Regions from separate parts of the Rattus norvegicus genome. Here region 1 is linked to region 2. Evidence: chromatin contacts called from public Hi-C data. All regions are on one chromosome and are shown on one strand. The core of a region is the stretch at or near the end of the contact, and the rest is flanking DNA. Distances in the headings are between cores, read along the strand shown. Region 1 holds the start of Bdnf (brain-derived neurotrophic factor). Region 2 holds the start of Mettl15 (methyltransferase 15, mitochondrial 12S rRNA N4-cytidine).

The links. A called contact is a pair of places that touch in the nucleus more often than the background predicts.
Region 1: a contact with region 2 is called in a Hi-C map of the A7r5 cell line, with 5 times the contacts expected there. The contact joins the promoter of Bdnf here to the promoter of Mettl15 in region 2. A contact is called at or near these places in 2 of 12 Hi-C or Micro-C datasets (the A7r5 cell line and Schwann cells) and 1 of 1 datasets of contacts at active chromatin or transcription factors (oligodendrocytes).

Annotation. Positions count from the first base shown.
Region 1 is chr3:116,636,191-116,640,531 of GRCr8, forward strand. It overlaps Bdnf (brain-derived neurotrophic factor), which reads left to right and starts at 2,762. Exons shown (of 2, transcript NM_001270630.1): 1 at 2,762-3,109. The coding sequence starts at 2,792.
Region 2 is chr3:116,214,998-116,219,291 of GRCr8, forward strand. Mettl15 (methyltransferase 15, mitochondrial 12S rRNA N4-cytidine) reads right to left here and starts at 2,098. Exons shown (of 5, transcript NM_001024981.1): 1 at 2,065-2,098. It overlaps Kif18a (kinesin family member 18A), which reads left to right and starts at 4,010. Exons shown (of 16, transcript NM_001137642.1): 1 at 4,010-4,162. The coding sequence starts at 4,063.

The sequences.
Region 1 (4,341 bases), core at 1,512-4,011, 420 kb after region 2:
AAAGTTATTTACCTTTTAAACTTGGGGTAGGATTCCTTCAGTCCTTTTTAAAGAGATACCAGTAGTTTTAAAGATTATAATGTAGCCACTTAAGTTACAGTAATAGAAGATATCATGGTTGCATTCAGCCTATACCCTAGGAAGAAAAAGAGGGTCTTTAAGGTGGCCCAAACCTAGTTTCATGCCCTCTACTGTTCTGTTGCCCCTGCACATTTCCTATAGATTAGGTATGCCACAGTAAACTCCCACATCTGGGCTGTCGAATCCTTTGTATTGATCTCAGGCTCCACCAACTTGTCAGAGGGGCAAAGCTAACTGTGAGTGACATTCCGAGAGTGTGCATATATTTGAATAACTAGACTATCCAAACCAACAGTTTATAAAGGGACTCTGGGGGATCTTGAATTCTGATGATTTCCCTTTACTGAAGGGCAAAGAGTAGAAGGAGGGGGTATTTCTAGCTTGAGTTTTTGAGGTCTTTGGAGGTGAATCTCTGGTATGTATGTGCACTTGGTTGAATTATTATGAGGTATTGAATCTCCAGTTCTTCACTTATAAAACAGAAATGATTTCTGTCAGTTTTTAGAAGCTGTCAAATAGCAAATGTTAGTAAGTCCACTTTATTAAGATCAGCCCTTAGATAAATGAATCTCAGTATACAACACTACCATTCTTGGTAACCACCAACTGTCTGGGAAAGGGAATGTTCACACTTCCTTTCCTCCGGCAAATTTAATGTTTAAGCATTTAGAGATAGTCAGACAGCAATGCCTTAATAATGATTAAGTCGTTTAGATTCTGCAAACATGCACATTCACATACACAGACCCACAGAAGTTGAGGTGCGTCCCCAAGACTCATTTTTGCCTCCTCTATGAATCACACATGTCAGTCTTCCATGGTGACTTGAAATTGTCTGTAAAGGGATTGCTTATTAAAATGCTAATCCCTGGGCACTGCCTCAGCCATACTAAAGGCTAGCCTTAGAAGAAGGAACCTCCCTTTCACTCTTCAGACAGGTGATTATGTTAACAAGAGGCTGTGACACTATGCTCAATACTGCCCTCTTGTTCTTTTTTTTTTCTTTTCCCTAAAATAAATAAGTGAAGGCCTGCCCTAGCCTTTACTTACTGGCTGGATTAGAGGGGCAACGTTTACCAAAGCAAGAATCCAGGTAGACAGCTTGGCAGAGTTTACCATACAGCTAAATGAAAATAGTCCTCCAGAAACCAGTCATGTAACTGATCTCTTAGCCACAAGTAAAAAAAAAAAAAAAAGAAAGAAAGAAAGAAAGAAAAAAGAAAAGAAAACCGGCCCAAAGACCCCTCACTGCCCCATAGGAAGGGGGCTCAGGGAGCTACTCACCCAACCCCACCCACCCCTCACCCTAAATTTTGGTTAAAGATTTAAAAAAAAAATGTGTTGTTGCTGCCTAGATGATGAAAGGTTTGGCTTCTGTGTGCGTGAGTTCGCTAGGACTGGAAGTGGAAACGTCTACAAAGCATGCAATGCCCTGGAACGGAATTCTTCTAATAAAAGATGTATCATTTTAAATGCGCGGAATTCTGATTCTGGTAATTCGTGCACTAGAGTGTCTATTTCGAGGCAGAGGAGGTATCATATGACAGCTCACGTCAAGGCAGCGTGGAGCCCTCTCGTGGACTCCCACCCACTTTCCCATTCACCGAGGAGAGGACTGCTCGCGCTGCCGCTCCCCCCACCCACCCCCGGCGAGCTAGCATGAAATCTCCCAGTCTCTGCCTAGATCAAATGGAGCTTCTCACTGAAGGCGTGCGAGTATTACCTCCGCCATGCAATTTCCACTATCAATAATTTAACTTCTTTGCTGAAGAACAGGAGTACATATCGGCCACCAAAGACTCGCCCCCCTCCCCCTTTTAACTGAAGAGAAGGGGAAATATATAGTAAGAGTCTAGAACCTTGGGGACCGGTCTTCCCCAGAGCAGCTGCCTTGATGTTTACTTTGACAAGTAGTGACTGAAAAAGGTGGGTTTCTTTTCTTTCTCTTTCCTCACCCCCCCGCCCCCCTTGGTCTGCTGGGAAGCATATGGCTTTAGTGAGGTCTGTTACTGCCTAGGCTTCCCGGCTAGAAGCGGTAACTTGATGTAATGCTATCCGGGGTTATTCATTAATAAAAAATACTGTTATTATCTTGATTGAATTCTATTAGGCAAACTCCGGAGAGGTCAGGGCGCGAACTCTGGTTAAGCTGATGTGTTTAAGGTAGCGGAGTAAACCATAACCCCGCACACTCTGTGTAGTTTCATTGTGTGTTCGCTTTTTCTAGCTCTGTGGTGCGGGAAGGTGCGGGAAGGTGTGTCTGGGGCAGGGGCGGGGGGATGCACGCCCTCTCCCACAGAACTTGGGTGTTGGGATGGGAAAGATGGGGAGAGTTGCAAACCAGGGGAGAAAGATTTGGGAGCGTGGTAGTCACACTTGTTCCCTCCTACTCTGGGGCACATTGAGGGGAGTAGGGTTCCTAGGAACCGGAATTGGACCACCCCTCCTAGCCCAGGGCACCCTGCGGAGACAGCAGAGGGCAGGCATAGAGCTTTGGGGTTAAGCAGCTGGTTCCGGGGAAATGGACAGAAGCCGGTGCAGGGGAATTAGGGATACCCCAAGGGCTTCCGAGGGCTGAATCCCGGCAAGGAAAAGGCGCGTCGTCCCCTTTAAGCAGCCGCCCCGAATGGGTATCGGTGGCGCGGCTGAGCAGGGAGGGGATAGGGGCGGCGCTGTCTGACCAATCGAAGCTCAACCGAAGAGCTAAATAATGTCTGACCCCAGTGCCTGGCGCTGGCTGAGCTCTGGGTGCCCGCCGCTGCCGCCGCGCCGGGGCGCACCCGCTGGCTGGCTGTCGCACGGTCCCCATTGCGCCCGGGACTCCCCGGCTTGGAGAAGGAAACCGCCTGGGGCGGCGCGCCACCTCCGCCTGGCAGGCTTTGATGAGACCGGGTTCCCTCAGCTCGCCACCGCTGCTTTGGGGCAGACGAGAAAGCGCACGGGGCCCAGGGCAGGGCGCAGGGACCAGGAGCGTGACAACAATGTGACTCCACTGCCGGGGATCCGAGAGCTTTGTGTGGACCCTGAGGTAGGCGACTGCGGGGCGTGGGGCTAAGCGCGAGAGCTGGAGGCGCGTGCGCCCGGGAAAGTTGGCTAGGGGACTGAGAAGTTGTGGGACCGCATAACTTCGGCTTCACCTTCGTCCCGGGACAGCGGAGGGCGGGGTTGCTCCTGAGGAGCGTTCTCCCGGGAGCCCACGACCCCGAGAGACAGCGCGACCCCGGGAATCCCTTCAGTGCGAGAGAAAAAGCCAAGGGAAGAGGACGACTTGCGCCATGGGAGCAAAGCCTGCGTCCCGGGGATCCCCGAAGTCCTCCCGCAGACGAGGAAGGGTGGTGAGAGAGATGTAGGGCAACAGCTGTCGGGGGCTCAGACGGAAGGCACCGAGTCTGGGCTGGGATGAGATCCCTTACCACAGGCTAGGCACTCTCCACGCAGATTTGGACCGGGGTGGTGTGTAGTGTAGTCCGAGAATGGGTCTTGGCGCCCTCTGCCCTCATCTCTTTTCCTGGGTATCACAACAGGCTGTTCACTGTCACCTGCTTTCTAGGGAGTATTACCAAAGCTTCTTACAAGTCCAAGGTCAACATAACTAGGAACTTGGGATCATTCTTGTCACTGGGACCTGAAAGGGTCTGCGGAACTCCAGGTCCCACAGCTTGTATCCGACCCTCTCTGTCCATCCAGCGCACCTCTTTAGGCATCCTCCAGAGGAAGTGAAAGTTTTGACTTTCATCCGGGAGTAGATTGGGTGTCTGTGGAGGATGAAGAGTCTGGTTTTGGTTTCTGGAGATGCTGGAACAGGATGGGGAATGGATGAGCGACCTAAGCGTAAAAAGAAATAGCTGAGGATGCCAGCTTTGTGCTTGATGACAAGGAAGAAGGGGAAAATGCTGCCCGGGGGGTTCCCCCGGGGCTTCTGGGGGTTGAGCCACAGGCTGTGGGTTTGAACTGGTGTTTTAGTGAAAACAATTCGTGAGTTGGGGGTGGAGCCTGGACTAGGAAACGGAGTATGGGGACTTGGGGGTTGGGGGAGCCGGAGGAAGAGAGGGAGGATCCAAAGAAGAGGGAGAAGAGGGCCAGGAGAGCTGAGCTAGGAAGGTAGAGGGTGCCCTCTTCTGGCCACACTGGCAAGAGTAGCTACTGGGGCTCGTCGGATGGGGGTGGGGAAATGTTTTAGGGGCAGTTTTGCTGGTCTTTAAGGGGGTTGTGAGGAAAAACTTGTTGAATGGTGTTCCGAACCAGCTTCCTGAGATGTGC
Region 2 (4,294 bases), core at 848-3,347:
CCAAACACTACAATTAATTAATTGGTTTTAAGTCCACTAAGTTCACTCTCTACCTCTAAGCTACAACCCAGATCCTCACTTGTGAATGTATGCTCTCTGTGGCCTAAACCCAAGCAAGCAGGGAAGACAGCCTTTGAATTTCTCAAACTTTCTCATTCTCTTCTACAATGAAATTGTAGAAATTTTGAAATTCTTCTAAATGTACATGGAGAAGGGGATACTTATACAAACATATTAACAGAAAAAAAAATGAACCCATCTATGTTTCACCCAAGTAGCTTCAAACAATGTTTGTAATACTTCCACTGGAAATACCCAGTTGGCACTACGCTGCCTTCCTTGTGGATTAAGAATTATTTAAGAATAAGTTCTGTGGAGGTTGGAGAGATAGTTAAGAGCACTGACTGTTGTTTCAGAGGTCCTGAGTTCAAATCCCAGCATCCACATGGCTCACAACCATCTGTAATGAGATCTGATGCCCTCTTCTGGGCACATCAGAACACTGTTATTCAGCTCTAAGAGCAAAATTCTTTGTGTCTCATTTGATAATTATCGTAATTCTTGGAGTTAAATTTGGAGTTAAATGTAATTATTCCTTTATTACAAATTGAAGAAATTAATTAGCTTACCACATCGTCTGAGCCATAACTGTAACTATAATGCAAGAGTGCATCTTCGAGCCTGAAATCTTTATCTTCATAACATAACATAATCCAATGGAAGTATTTAACGTAACCATGCAATTTAAAGGTACACTACATAAACTATGTCTCTGTGTGTGTGTATATACATGTATATATGCATATATATGTATATATATATATAAAATCTTTTGAAGTGTATTGTAATGGAAACAGACTCCTACACCTTAGAACTACATCTAAGTAGAGCTTTGCCTGTACTTAGAAGTAACAGTGTTGTGAGATTGCCAATAAAAGACACACAATGTTTAGGCAAAAGAAGAGCATCTGGACTATTTAAACAACCTATACTCTATGTCCCAACCATTTTAATAACTGATTTTCATATTTGTGGTTACACATGGATACAGGAACCCACAGAGACCCGAGGCATTGTATCCCCCAGAGCTCCAGTTACAGGCCGTGGTAAGGAGGAGGATGTGCGTGCTGAGAACTGAACTCAGGTTCTCACAAGAACACACACTTAAGCTATTCTTGGGCCCCGCGTGCAGATTTTGACTTTTCTTTTTTTTTAAAGGAAGCACTGCTGTCAATAAAAAACTCAAAACAATGTGGGGGTAAAGCAAATAAAAATGGACACCAAATTGTTTGCACCAACATTTCATTCTTTATTGTACTCAAATTTTATGCATTCATTGAACTATGTTCAAGGTAAAGACAAATTTAAAAAAAAATAACTAACTAGCTCATAACCAAGGTAAACAAAAAGAAGGGGTTACGAATAAATGCTCATTTGTAGTCCTTTGATTATTTGTAGTAACCCCCTTTGTCAGGATAGTGCCTTCAAAATATCTGGGTGCAAACTGTAAAGGAAATTCCTTCTCTGTAGCCCAGTCTCCTCCCAAAGAAAACAGATCTCTCTGCAAAGTTGTGAGATTGTTTAATTTACGGCCAGTCAGTAAACCTGACCTCTACAGCAGATTGCACTGTTAGTGAGTCATTTAACTTTTGTACATGGGCAAAGGTCCTTGAAGTAGTGGAAACCACAAAAACGGCCATGTTACTCTCTCAACTGTGGGAATACAAACTGGAGCCTGATAAACAGTAGTTCCTTCAGGGTGCTAACAACTACTGTTCTAATTTCAAGGCTAGAAACGCGACATGGGGGCTGGAGGGAGAGGTAATGAGAGGAAACAGGGAAAAGAGAGGAATGCACCCATTAGACAAAGGGTCCCAGCCTTTCCTGGCCAGTGTTCAAAGGGAAGACTGGGTAAGTTGGGGATCTCCAAAGCCAGGCTGTCAAGCACACCCGAGGGAGTTGGGGGAGGGGCTTCTGTTTCCTTACAGGGAGGGGACTCACTCCCCACAACCTTTTCACCTAAAGAGCCCTGTCTCCAGCACCGAACTAGGGACTTCTCCTCACCTGAGGCAAAAAGAGTCCTCAGTCAGCCTTTAAGTTGGGGCCAGACCCGACGCTAAAACGCGGAAGAACCTGATTTGCATATACCTAGGTCCGGAGTGGGGGAAACTTGTAAGAACGGACAGACGGGCCCTCCTCCGGAGCGACTGAGTTCTGTCTGCCTTTCGTTCCGCAGCTCCCAGCACCTACTGTAAAAAGGTGTTGTGGGTCAAGGGTTTCCAAAAGATCTTCCTGGAAAACTAAGAACTAACTTTTTTAGGTTTTTTTTGTTGTTGTTGTTGTTGTTTTGTTTTGTTTTTTTAAAGAAGAATTGTTTTGATGTCCGGCGATTTTAACTTTCAGTTTTCTGTCTACTACAAAAATACATTAATTTAGTAATGGTTCCATACACCATCCAATTTCTAACCAAAGGTGGAAATTTCAACTTTCTTAGCCCTGTACATTTTGGAAGTTTCGGTCGCCTGCCCCCACTCTTTAATTTTTGTTAAAAAGCATGAGGTTCTCTCGTCCTGTTATTATTTCTGCCAAACTCATGAGTTGACAACTGCACAAGAATTGTATTGGTTGTATTGTTAAAACCTCTCCGTTTTAATCAAATGTGGGATTCCTCAAGAGTATGGATGTTATAATTGGAACCCTGCTATAAAGTAAGTACAATGCAGAACTGAAATTACATGGATAGTATTTGGATTAGGTGTGGCTACACTTGTGACACTAAGAAGCCTATACGGTGTGGATGTCCAAACAAAACAAAAAGATGAAATGTACATATCTATTTAATAATTTACCAATATGATTTTTCAAGATGTCAAGATGAACATATTTTCAAATTAGATTAAAATATCATATTATAGTCACTTGACCTAGAAAATACTTTAAAAACAAATAGCTGAATTTTGAATTGGTTTGTTTTAAAAGACAAATATTTCCTATAGAGGTTTGTCTAACGCTTCAGTTTCCTCCCAATGAAATCAAAACAATATGTTTATATCTTATAATATGTTTTGTGAATAAAGTAATATATATATGTATATATATTGTATAGATACATAAAGAGACATAGATCCTCTGCCCTATAGCATCCTATTTTTACAGTGATATTCAATTAACAGGGATCTAAACTCCAGGAAAGAAAGGATGTTGACCTCAGTGTGTACTAATATGCTCCTAAAATCTGCAAGTTGCTTACTAAATGGAGAGTCATATAAACAACAACAATCAGATTGTACTAAATTTTTCCACAGGGCTGAGAATGTCAACTCACTTAAAAAAGGCCTGCCTAGCCAACAATACAAATATAAAAAAAAAAAATACCCTGCCAAATTTTAAATGAGTTATCTTAGGAAAGATATTTCCCATGTTTCCATGCATTTTTCTTTCTAAAGCATACGTTCAGAAATAATACAATCTGGAACAGGAATCACATAATCCAATAATGTCGTAGGCCAATATCATTAAGTGATTTTATTTTGTAATGTCATACTTGGTGCATGTTAAATACCGTCAAATAGCAAATATTTTCAATCAACAATAATGGGAGCAGGCCAGGAAGACCTGACAAAAGAAGACTTGGGACTTGGAACCAGAATTCTTGCACTTGCAATTAATCCACATGAAGGCACCACACCTTCCATAGCATGAGACCTAATCCTTGGAAACCTGACTAATCAGAAAGGGAAAAAGAACAAAATAGCCCAGGCCCTTTTACAGGCCCGCAGACTCCGCCTCTCGCCCTGTGAGAAACACATCACCCAAAGACCATAACGCCCCAGATCCACGGTCTGCGGACAACTAAAGATCCCAGGTAGTGGCTTCCCACCTGCACCGACGCCCTAGCTCCGCCCACCTCCGCCAAGGCTCCCGGAAACGACCGCGCGCGTTGCCACGGCGACGCCCAGAAAAGCAGCTTCTCCTCCAGCCTGTGTGGCCCTGCCTCTGGCGCCAAACTGCGAGACGCCGGGGAAAACGACCGACGTGCTGACGTCAGCCGATCGGCAGCCAATGAAATGGATAGCTGAGGAAGCTGGCTTGGGTTTGAATTTGTGGCTGTGTTTGGAGCGCCTGGAAGCCAACTCAGCCAAGTTGTCGCGGTCACTTCTAGGTGAGTGAGGTGGACGCTGTGTCTGGGGACGCGTGGGTTGATTCGAGGGTCACCGGAGTGGAGGATCCGACGTCAACGGATAAAGTAGTTTTCGGCGGGAGATGCGGGTCGAGGGTCCCCTTGGTACTGTGG